Linked DNA regions of Mus musculus: all the other regions are linked to region 2. A link is a contact called in public Hi-C and Micro-C data. All regions are on one chromosome and are shown on one strand. Each heading gives the region's core, a stretch centred on a gene start, on an enhancer-like site or on the middle of the called end of the contact. The rest is flanking DNA. Distances are from core to core; before and after follow the strand shown.

Region 1 (2,959 bases), core at 123-2,622, 230 kb after region 2:
ACAGGTAACATCCTCTATTAATTTATGATCTAGCCAACTGAGAGTGGTATGTGACACATCTGAAACTTCGTGGAGAATTTAAGGCTTTATTTTAAATTTTTGTCTATAAAAGTCTTTCAATCAACCCAATGAGTATGACTTCCATGCTTGGTGATGGGGAAATGATGCAAAATAGGCCTCTAAGTACCATTTTGATTACTTCGTCAGACACAGAAGTAAACCTTCCAAGTTTAACAGCCTCAATAAGAGAACTGAAGTAACCATTACCAATGATACGAAAATTGACAAGGGGGGGGTGGGATTTAAGAATAAAGGTAGTATATTTAAGCCAAACCTGGATATTCTTCCTAACACTATCCTTGGAAGTTCCAGTCAAATGAGCCAAATACCTTACTTAACATACATCCCTTACATAATCGTCTCATTTAAAGGCACATCTATTCTGTTCCATACTACCCTAATTTTTAAGGGTCTTTCTCTTGGCCTTCACATCTTCTCCACCTGGATACAGCACTAACTGTTGCCAAATGAATGAATGAAATAAACATGTTCTAACTGACCAGGTACTTGGTGGAAGCTGATCTCAAAACACAATAGACCGGCAGACCAGAATTCTACTGAAAAGATCACTTAATTTCAGAAGTAAAAATAGAAACTACCGGACACTGTGCAGTCAACATGATATTAAATTCCCGGTGGGATGGGAAACTTTCGGGAATAACAATGTAATGCGTTCCTTACGGTACTTTACAATGGACTTGGTTCTACCTTGTCTGGACTAGGAACCCAAGCGCAAGACAAAGGGACAGCGGCGGGGGAAAGTCAAAAGGTCAGCGGCAGGCGCCCCTCTCAAGGCGCGGCCCGCAGGCCGGCGCGCTCGCGGCCACCCGGCTCTTCTCGGCGTCGCGGCACTCACGTCCGCACAAAGAAACCGCCCACAGTCAAAACACGCTCCCCGTGGGTGCGGGAGACGTATGCACGGTCGCGTCGGCCCGACCTCCGCGGGAGCACCTCCGAACTTGCCGCCCACCCGCTCCATTTCCCCCCGCGCGACGTGGAAGCCGGCCGGAGCGGTGAAGCCAGGTCGCGCGGAGTGGACCACGCCCCCCGCTGCCCCCGCCGCCCGCGCTATTGTTCCCGCGCCGCCCCCGCCCCGCGCGCGTTCCCGGGAGGGGGTCACGGCCGGGGAAAAGCGGCGGCCGCCCGAGCCGCGGCGCCCGCGCACTCACCCGGCAGTGCAGCCAACGGCGACCTGGAAGCCCGTAGCGGAGAACGGCGCCGTCCTGCGGTGGCCGCGGCCGCTACTCAATCCTGTTCGCGGCTCCGCGTTTCGGCCGCAACGTCCGGCCTCGGCCGCTCCGCTGACTAACAGAGACGCGGGCCGTCAACGCGCACGCCCGCCCACGTCATCGCGCAGGGCCCCGCCTCCGCGCCGGCGAGCGGCCTAGGGGCGGGCCAGCCCCGGGGGCCCGGATTACGAGGGCGTGGCCCCGCGACTTGGGCGTGGCTACACTGGGGGGCGGGCTGCAGTAGCGGAGGTTTTCCCCTGAGGGCGGGGCCGCGAGCAGCGTCTGGGCGGCCGCGTGTGAGGGGCGGGGCCGGGAGCAGCAGGGGGCGGGTCTGCGATGGCACGTGGCGGCGCGTGGCGGCGAAACACCAGTCATAGCTTAAGCCTGCATGGTTGCTAGCCTCGCGGGGAGGAGGGGTTAGTGTTTGAAGGTCAGGCACGCGTGCCAGGGCACACACCTGAACCACGGAGAGTCCTGGTTTGACAGATACTCTTCAAGGGCCTACCACCCACCAAGGAGTAGATGTTCTCTAGCTCCCTGGAAGAAGTTACCTCCTTTTACCCCCCAAACCCTCCTGCTCCAGATTTTTTGCCTTACCTGATTTACCTGCAAGTCCTTGCGGCTCTCGCAAATATTAACTATTCACGGATAAACTGACGAGCCTCGACAATGGATGGAAAGGTATTTAAATCACTATCATTCATGAGGCAAAATATATTTAGCACTTTAAAGAGTTCAAAGGCATTCTCGCCAACAACGGAGAATATCACTAAGAGAAAGAAGCAACACATACATATAGAATGATTCTACGTTTATATAAAATATATTACATGCACAGTATATTAAACTTGGAAAAAAAGTATGACAATTGCTTTGACAGTAGGAAATAAAGGGCAGTCTCTCTTACACCTGTGTAGTATACTGTGATTTCCAAAATATACAAATATGTATTGAGTAAATTCAGGTAGACTGTTCCCATTACATGTTAAAATGGTCTTTCTCCAGGGATGCTATCATGAAGCAAATGTGAGCACTCATTCATTTATTCTCCCCCCATTTTATCTCTCAGCAATTTTTTAATTTTAATTTCTTATTTCTCCAGTAAATATTTTATTGCTTGCCTATTCTCTTAAAGGCAGTGTACTAGCACTAGCAATAAGTAGAACTTATAGAGAATTCTTGTGGTATCAAGATAATAAACTATACACCAAATCAAATCGACACTAAAATGCAAATTAAGGACACATCCAACTATGAAAGGAACCAATGTATTAATAAGGCCAGGAAAGCCTTCTCTAAGGAGCTGCCTCCTAATTTGAGAACAGGTTTGACCAGGGATTATGTCCGAGTTAACTTGATGTGCGAACAAGGAGTTCCAGAACGGGGTAGACTGGGAAAACTGAAGACAGGCCAGCTCTATTGGGACACCAAAGAAGACATTGCAAAATGAGAAGACTGATAAAAACAAAATCCTGTGTTGGAGGTGTTTTTATTACAGGTGTAATGGGAAGGCCCTGGTATGTCTTCAGCAGTGGAGAGCATGATTGTACTGACATCTTGACAAAAAACAAACAAACAAACCTCTTATCACAGAATGCTTTTCTTGATCTCTCAAGGTGGGCCTCTTCTCCCTCTACAATTCTTACTAAAAACTTTCTTCTCTTCCAGAG
Region 2 (2,720 bases), core at 185-2,684:
CCTAAAGGAGCCAATGTGTGCCCTTGTATTCCTGAATTCAACTTTAACGTTAGACTTCTGTTTTGTAAACAGGCTCTCATGTAGCACAGGCTGGCCTTGAACTCACTATATAGCTGAGGGTAACCTTGAACTTCTGAGTCTCTGCCCCCACCTCCTGATTGCTGGGTTTACAGGCATACTACACGCCTACCTGGCTTTGTGTCCTGCTAGGGACTGGACCTACAGTGTGAACCCAGAGCATTCATTCTTAAGGCTTGCTACAGTGGGTGTGGGGTGCCCCCACCCTCAGAGCCTTACCCCCGTCCACCTATGCTTCCAAACTGTGCACTCTTCCAGGAGAGACTGAAGGTGTCACTCCCAAATCCCTCAGGGTCTCTGAGGTCTGTACCAACTCCAGGGTCCTCATTTCCTGGCTCCAGCTCCATCACTTCCCTGGAGACTCCCAGCTCAGCTGTGTGTTCAAGGCCATCTGTGCTCCTGGGTCCCAGGTCATGCCAATATCTTGGGCTTAGGCCCTTGAAGATTTAGGGCTTAGTGACCGCTTCATTCTCTCTGCTATTCCAAAGGCAGTCTGCCTTCTCCATTCCAGGTGCTGTCCCATCACTCCCTGGGGACCAGTCAGTGACAGGAACTATACCCACATGCTAAAGTGTGAACCAGAAGCATTTTGCCCCAGCAGGACCCACAGAATACCAGGCACTAGTCCATAGCCCCAAGCTTCTGTTCTCTGTGGCAGTGATGGACCGATTTCAGCCCGCATCTCTATCTCCTCCTCCTCCTGCCTCCTTCTGCCTCCTCCTGCCCAGGTTGGAAGGATCTACCGGTAACTTCAGGCTTCATACAAGCTCAGCTTGTAGAGACTAGCACACTGGAGACAGGGTAGGTAGGGGAAGAGCATTCTGGGCTCCATCTGCAAATGGTATCATATGTCCTAAAGACAGGTGACAGTGTGCCTGCCATCTCAGAGCCTGGCTTTATTTTAGGTCGCTAGGACTGCTGCTGTGTGAATGATGTTCACGGCGGCAGAAATACCACTTGGCTAGTTATAAGCAAGCTTTGTCTATTTGTTTGTTCGTTTGTACCCATTTTCCACAACTGTAAATGATGTAATGATGACACATTTCCAAAAATAGAATGGAGAAGTGGTACCCTAAGGATGTGACAGAGCTTTCCTGGGGTCTACCCCAGCACTTGGACCACAAGCCAAAGTGTGAGCCAGGAACCAGCCAGCATGCTCAGAGCAATTTGCACGGTCCCTTACTTAGCTCCATGTTGTTCCCTTGGGGGCGAAAAATATCAAATCTAGTAGCTAGAGCCCTTGGCTCACCGAGCCCTTGCTTCCGCTGATGAATCTGGCATCTTCTCCCTCTGAGACGCAGTTGTCACTGCTGGTCCCATTTTACAGATTTGAGGAACTGATACTCTGACTTCCCCAAGTCTGCTCTCAGATCCCCAAGGTACATGCTCCACAGAGAAACTTGTCCCTCACAGCAGGCTTTGTTCGTGTTTGAAATCCAGGCAAATGCCTGGAAAGAGCGTTCTAAATATATTTCTCTACTATAGATGCTGATCGCCTGCTACTGAAACTGGGAATTAGCTTGTCTGCCTGAGGATGTGGCTGCTGCCTTCCAGAGAAGACACAGGAGAAATCTGCACACTGCCAGCCTAGCAATGCTGCCGACGGCTTCCAGCAAAAGAAGAACCTTCGCTGCCAGATACTTCAGTAAGGATTTGGCTCTATGGTGGGGAATGGCTGCCTGTGTGCTTGACTTCGTGCTTAAGGGTGGGGTCGCTCGGTGACACTGAAGGAGCCTCGTTGGTCTTGCGGGCTGTGGGCACCATGAAGTGGGGACTCAATCTTCCTTCAGCTCTCAGCACAAGTTGGTTAGCCAGCACTCAGCCATGACCCAGCATCTGCTCTCTGTGAGCCTGGAAATCAGGCTCCAGTGTCAAGGGTCCTGGGTTCCAATGGCTGGGGACTCTAATGACAGTTGACGGCCATGAGGATCACCATGACCACAGACTGCTTGGACACTGGATAGAGCTTCCACAGGGAGAACTGGGCATCCCAAGGCTCCTCTGTCTGTGCCAGGAAGCCACCCAGCCTGGTAGTGAACTGAAAGATGCAGAGAGGATGATTGAATAGCTCCGGGAAGCTCTGGGAAGGCAGCAGCTAGTCACAGTGGGACTAGTGTCTGTTCGAGTCACTGACAGATGATGGTCTGGTATTCCCTGAAGATGCTGGGCCCCTCAAGAACTGAATCGTGTAGGTGCCAGGTCACACAGGTGTAGATCCTGAAGGTGCAAGGTCATACAGGTGCTGGGTCTTGCAGGTGCTGGGTCTTGCAGGTGCTGGGTCTTGCAGGTGCTGGGTCTTGCAGGTGCTGCATCATACAGGTGCTGGGTCTTGCAGGTGCTGGGTCTTGCAGGTGCTGCATCATACAGGTGCTGGGTCTTGCAGGTGCTGCATCATACAGGTGCTGGGTCTTGCGGGTGCTGAGCCTTGCAGGTGCTGCATCATACGGGTGCTGGGTCTTGCAGGTGCTGGGTCTTGCAGGTGCTGGGTCTTGCAGGTGCTGTGTCATAGAGGTGGTAGACCCTGCTGGAGCTGCCCGACTTAAATGTGTGTGCACAGGATGGACCTCAGGCAGGAAGGAGCTGGTTGTGTTTGTAGCTGGGTGGTGTCTTTGGTAGGTTAGACCTGAGTGCTGGATTCCAGA
Region 3 (2,874 bases), core at 90-2,589, 140 kb after region 2:
CTGATGGCCCGGCCCAGTCTGCTGGGCTCTCTTCCTGCTCTGATCTCCTCCAGACGCCTCTGGCCCTCCTCTCCCTCATATACACAGTAAAAATCTTCCCCTCACCCACACCTTGGAACAGTCCTGTGCTCAGTTTATACATACACTTAGATCATGGTCTACTTAGGGGATGGTATTGTCTGCAGTTTCCCCGGGGATCATGGTTAGCCTCCGGGTGGCAGGGGATAGGGGACCTGAACAGGGCCAGGCACAAGCACACAGTAAGAGACAGATGGCAGGTATCCTGAGCATAGGGCTCAGGGAGCAAGAAGGAAGCTGGTTGGAGTCCCTGAGCTTTATGAGTTTCATGTCTTCCTGAAGGTGGCCGTCAGTCACTGCGAGCTGAGGCCAGGAGCTGAGTGCAGGGACTTAGGACAGAACACTGCATGGTGTTTGTCCTATACACTCACTCCTCCACCTCTGCCCCAAAGAAAGCAATGCCTTCCCACTGCTGTGACTCTGGGGTGGAGGTGTGGTGGAGAGAGAAGGCCCTGCGCCCCACCCCCACCCCGTGTGTGTGTGTGTGTGTGTGTGTGTGTGTGTGTGTGTGTGTGTGCTGACACTGGAGACAGTTGGGAAGTGAGTCTCACTAAATGGAAGGTCTCTCTGAGTGGATGGGAGGAGGCAGGGGTCATTCCAGGCTAGCCCATGCCCCACTGGGGGACACTTTGTTCGTGGGCACTTCCTCTGTATGTTCTATTCCTTGCTCATTTGAAGTAATGGTGCTCCTGGTTACACCAGACACGGCTTCCCATGGCTTCCCTGTGAGCCAGGTCCCCTTCCCCACTTGGCCAGACTCTGGTGTTATCTGGGGAAGTCTTTATTCACAGACTTAAAGCAGAAGAGGCAAATGACTGCCCCAAAGCCTGAAGCAGCCTAGGTGGGGTAGGGGCCAGTAAGGAATACTGTGGACTGCAGAGGATTGGCAGGGAGTTTCTGTCAAAGGGAAAACAGCTACTACGGAGTGCTCTGCCACTCTTGACTTTCTGGAACGTAGGCCTGTCACTATCGTAAGTGTGGATTATTTCAAGAGCAACTCAAGAGCTGGGGTGTAGTTCAGTTCTAGAAAGCTTGCCTAGCGCGTGCACCTCAAAACAAAGAGGGGCAAATGGAGAAAAAAAAAGCAAAATTTAAAAATGTTTCCAACGTGACAGGAGGTAGACTCATGCATTTGAGGCCCTGCATGTGGGTGACTGAGTTCTGAGTGAGAGAAAAATAGCTGAATCTCTGTGCTCTGAGCCCAGCCAGCTCTAACCCCAAAGGCTGGGACACTATTTGAGGTGACTCAAGGCCTCCTGAGTCAGCCCTGCGTGGAGCTGCCCAAGTAGCCAGCTTGTCCCTGGGCTTCAGGCTTAGTGCCTTCCCCTGGCTTAGAGGACTAACCTGCCAAGGCCCAGAAGAGGCAGGTTTCCCTCTTGACCAGTATTGCTTCCTCTGCCGTGACCCAGATGTCCATGGGACCTGCTGCCTCATGGGTCCCTCCGCCTCCATTCCGATGTGGACAATGACGGCTGAACAGCTGGGATGTTTGCTGTTCCAGGAGCCACACTGAATGGGCTGGACTAGGTCCCTGCCACATGCACACACAAGCTGACATGCTCACATGATTACATGTACAAACAAAAGCTTAAAGTGTGTGTGTGTGTATGGCACATACAAGCACATACACCTTTTCTTAAGGCACTGATGGTATTCACCTGATGTGTCCTAGGCTTTCTTCCCTGATCTATATGCTTAATTTCCAGATCATGCACTCCATATTCCATTCTCCACCCCCATTCACCCCCTGACTTCTCCACATCCCACATCTCCTTCCCACCTCCCTCTCTCCACATGGATGCCCCCCACCTCTCACCCCACCTGACCTCTGAACTCCTTGGGGCCTCCAGTCTCTTGAGGGTTAGGTGCATCATCTCTGAATGAACAGAAAGTCCTCTACTGTATGTGTGTTGGGGGCCTCATATCTGCTTGTGTATTCTGTCTGTTTGGTGGTCCAGTGTTTGAGAGATGTGGTATTGGATGAGGGAAAAGGACTGAAGCCCTGAGAGCCAGCAGAAAGAATGGAAACAGGCAACCTCAGGAAAAAGGAGGTGGGGGTGGGGCTCCAGAATGTACCAGAGACCTGGGAGGTGAGAGACTCTCAAGACTCAAAGGGAGGGATCTTAGATAAAATGCTCAACTATAGGGAGAGGGAACTTATAGAGCCCACTTCCAGCAGGAAGATAGAATATCAAATGAGGAAGGGGGCATCCCATAGTCACATCTCTGATCCATAATCGTTCCTGTATGAAAGATTACAAGGATGGAAATGGACAGGAGCCTGAGGAAAAGAAGGTCCAGTGAGAGGCCCAAAGTGGGATCCAGCTCAAGGGGAGGCCCCAAGGCCTGACAGTATTACTGAGGCTATGGAGCGCTCACCAAAAGGGATCTATCATGACTGCTTCCGAAAGACCCAAAAAGCAGCTGAAAGAGTCAGATGCAGATATTTGCACCCAACCAATGGACAGAAGCAGCTGACCCCTGTTGTTGAAGGGAAGGCTGAAAGAAGCTGAGAAGAAGGGTGATCCTGTAGGATGCGTCTTATTTTTAAGTTGCTTGGAGCAGGGAATGAGGTAGGCTACCAGAGAGATGGTTGAATTCCTCACTTGGCTGCACCATGACCCAGTTCCCACAAAACTATAGTCCTTAACACAACTCGCTCTAGCATGGTGGCCTTGTCATGCCTCAAAGGACATCCTTGGGGGAATGTCTGCACAGTGAGGAGGTGAATAACACTATCCATTCTAGAGACCAGACCTCCTAGAACGGTGGTAGGGTCTCAACTTGAGGGTCTCG

Evidence for each region. Hi-C and Micro-C count contacts between places; a contact is called where the count stands out from the background.
Region 1: a contact with region 2 is called in a Micro-C map of embryonic stem cells, with 2.3 times the contacts expected there. The contact joins the promoter of Mapk8 here to the promoter of Arhgap22 in region 2. A contact is called at or near these places in 1 of 39 promoter capture datasets (macrophages), 4 of 484 Hi-C or Micro-C datasets (embryonic stem cells, hematopoietic stem and progenitor cells and muscle stem cells) and 2 of 9 other capture datasets (adipose tissue and liver).
Region 3: a Hi-C map of muscle stem cells shows a contact between it and region 2, with 4 times the contacts expected there. The contact joins the enhancer-like site here to the promoter of Arhgap22 in region 2. A contact is called at or near these places in 20 of 39 promoter capture datasets (the 3T3-L1 cell line, the C10 cell line, the HPC-7 cell line and 12 more), 3 of 15 datasets of contacts at CTCF or cohesin (the NIH/3T3 cell line and large pre-B cells), 46 of 484 Hi-C or Micro-C datasets (the 3T3-L1 cell line, 3T3-L1-derived adipocytes, the AML12 cell line and 34 more), 16 of 115 datasets of contacts at active chromatin or transcription factors (SST interneurons, bone marrow-derived dendritic cells, bone marrow-derived macrophages and 6 more) and 5 of 9 other capture datasets (adipose tissue, embryonic stem cells, liver and 2 more).

Annotation. Positions count from the first base shown.
Region 1 is chr14:33,445,786-33,448,744 of GRCm38.p6, forward strand. Mapk8 (mitogen-activated protein kinase 8) reads right to left here and starts at 1,373. Exons shown (of 12, transcript NM_001310454.1): 1 at 1,230-1,373.
Region 2 is chr14:33,215,389-33,218,108 of GRCm38.p6, forward strand. Arhgap22 (Rho GTPase activating protein 22) reads left to right here and starts at 1,435. Exons shown (of 11, transcript NM_153800.4): 1 at 1,435-1,457; 2 at 1,564-1,723. The coding sequence starts at 1,672.
Region 3 is chr14:33,354,137-33,357,010 of GRCm38.p6, forward strand. All of the region lies in intron 5 of Arhgap22 (Rho GTPase activating protein 22), which reads left to right. Among named protein-coding and RNA genes, the nearest start is that of Mapk8, 92 kb to the right of the region's middle. Within about 2 kb of position 1,340, at least 19 of the 459 cell types and tissues checked have an H3K27ac peak or open chromatin away from gene starts, as enhancers often do. A contact at or near this core is called in 3T3-L1-derived adipocytes, the C2C12 cell line, the HL-1 cell line and 2 more, where this site is marked.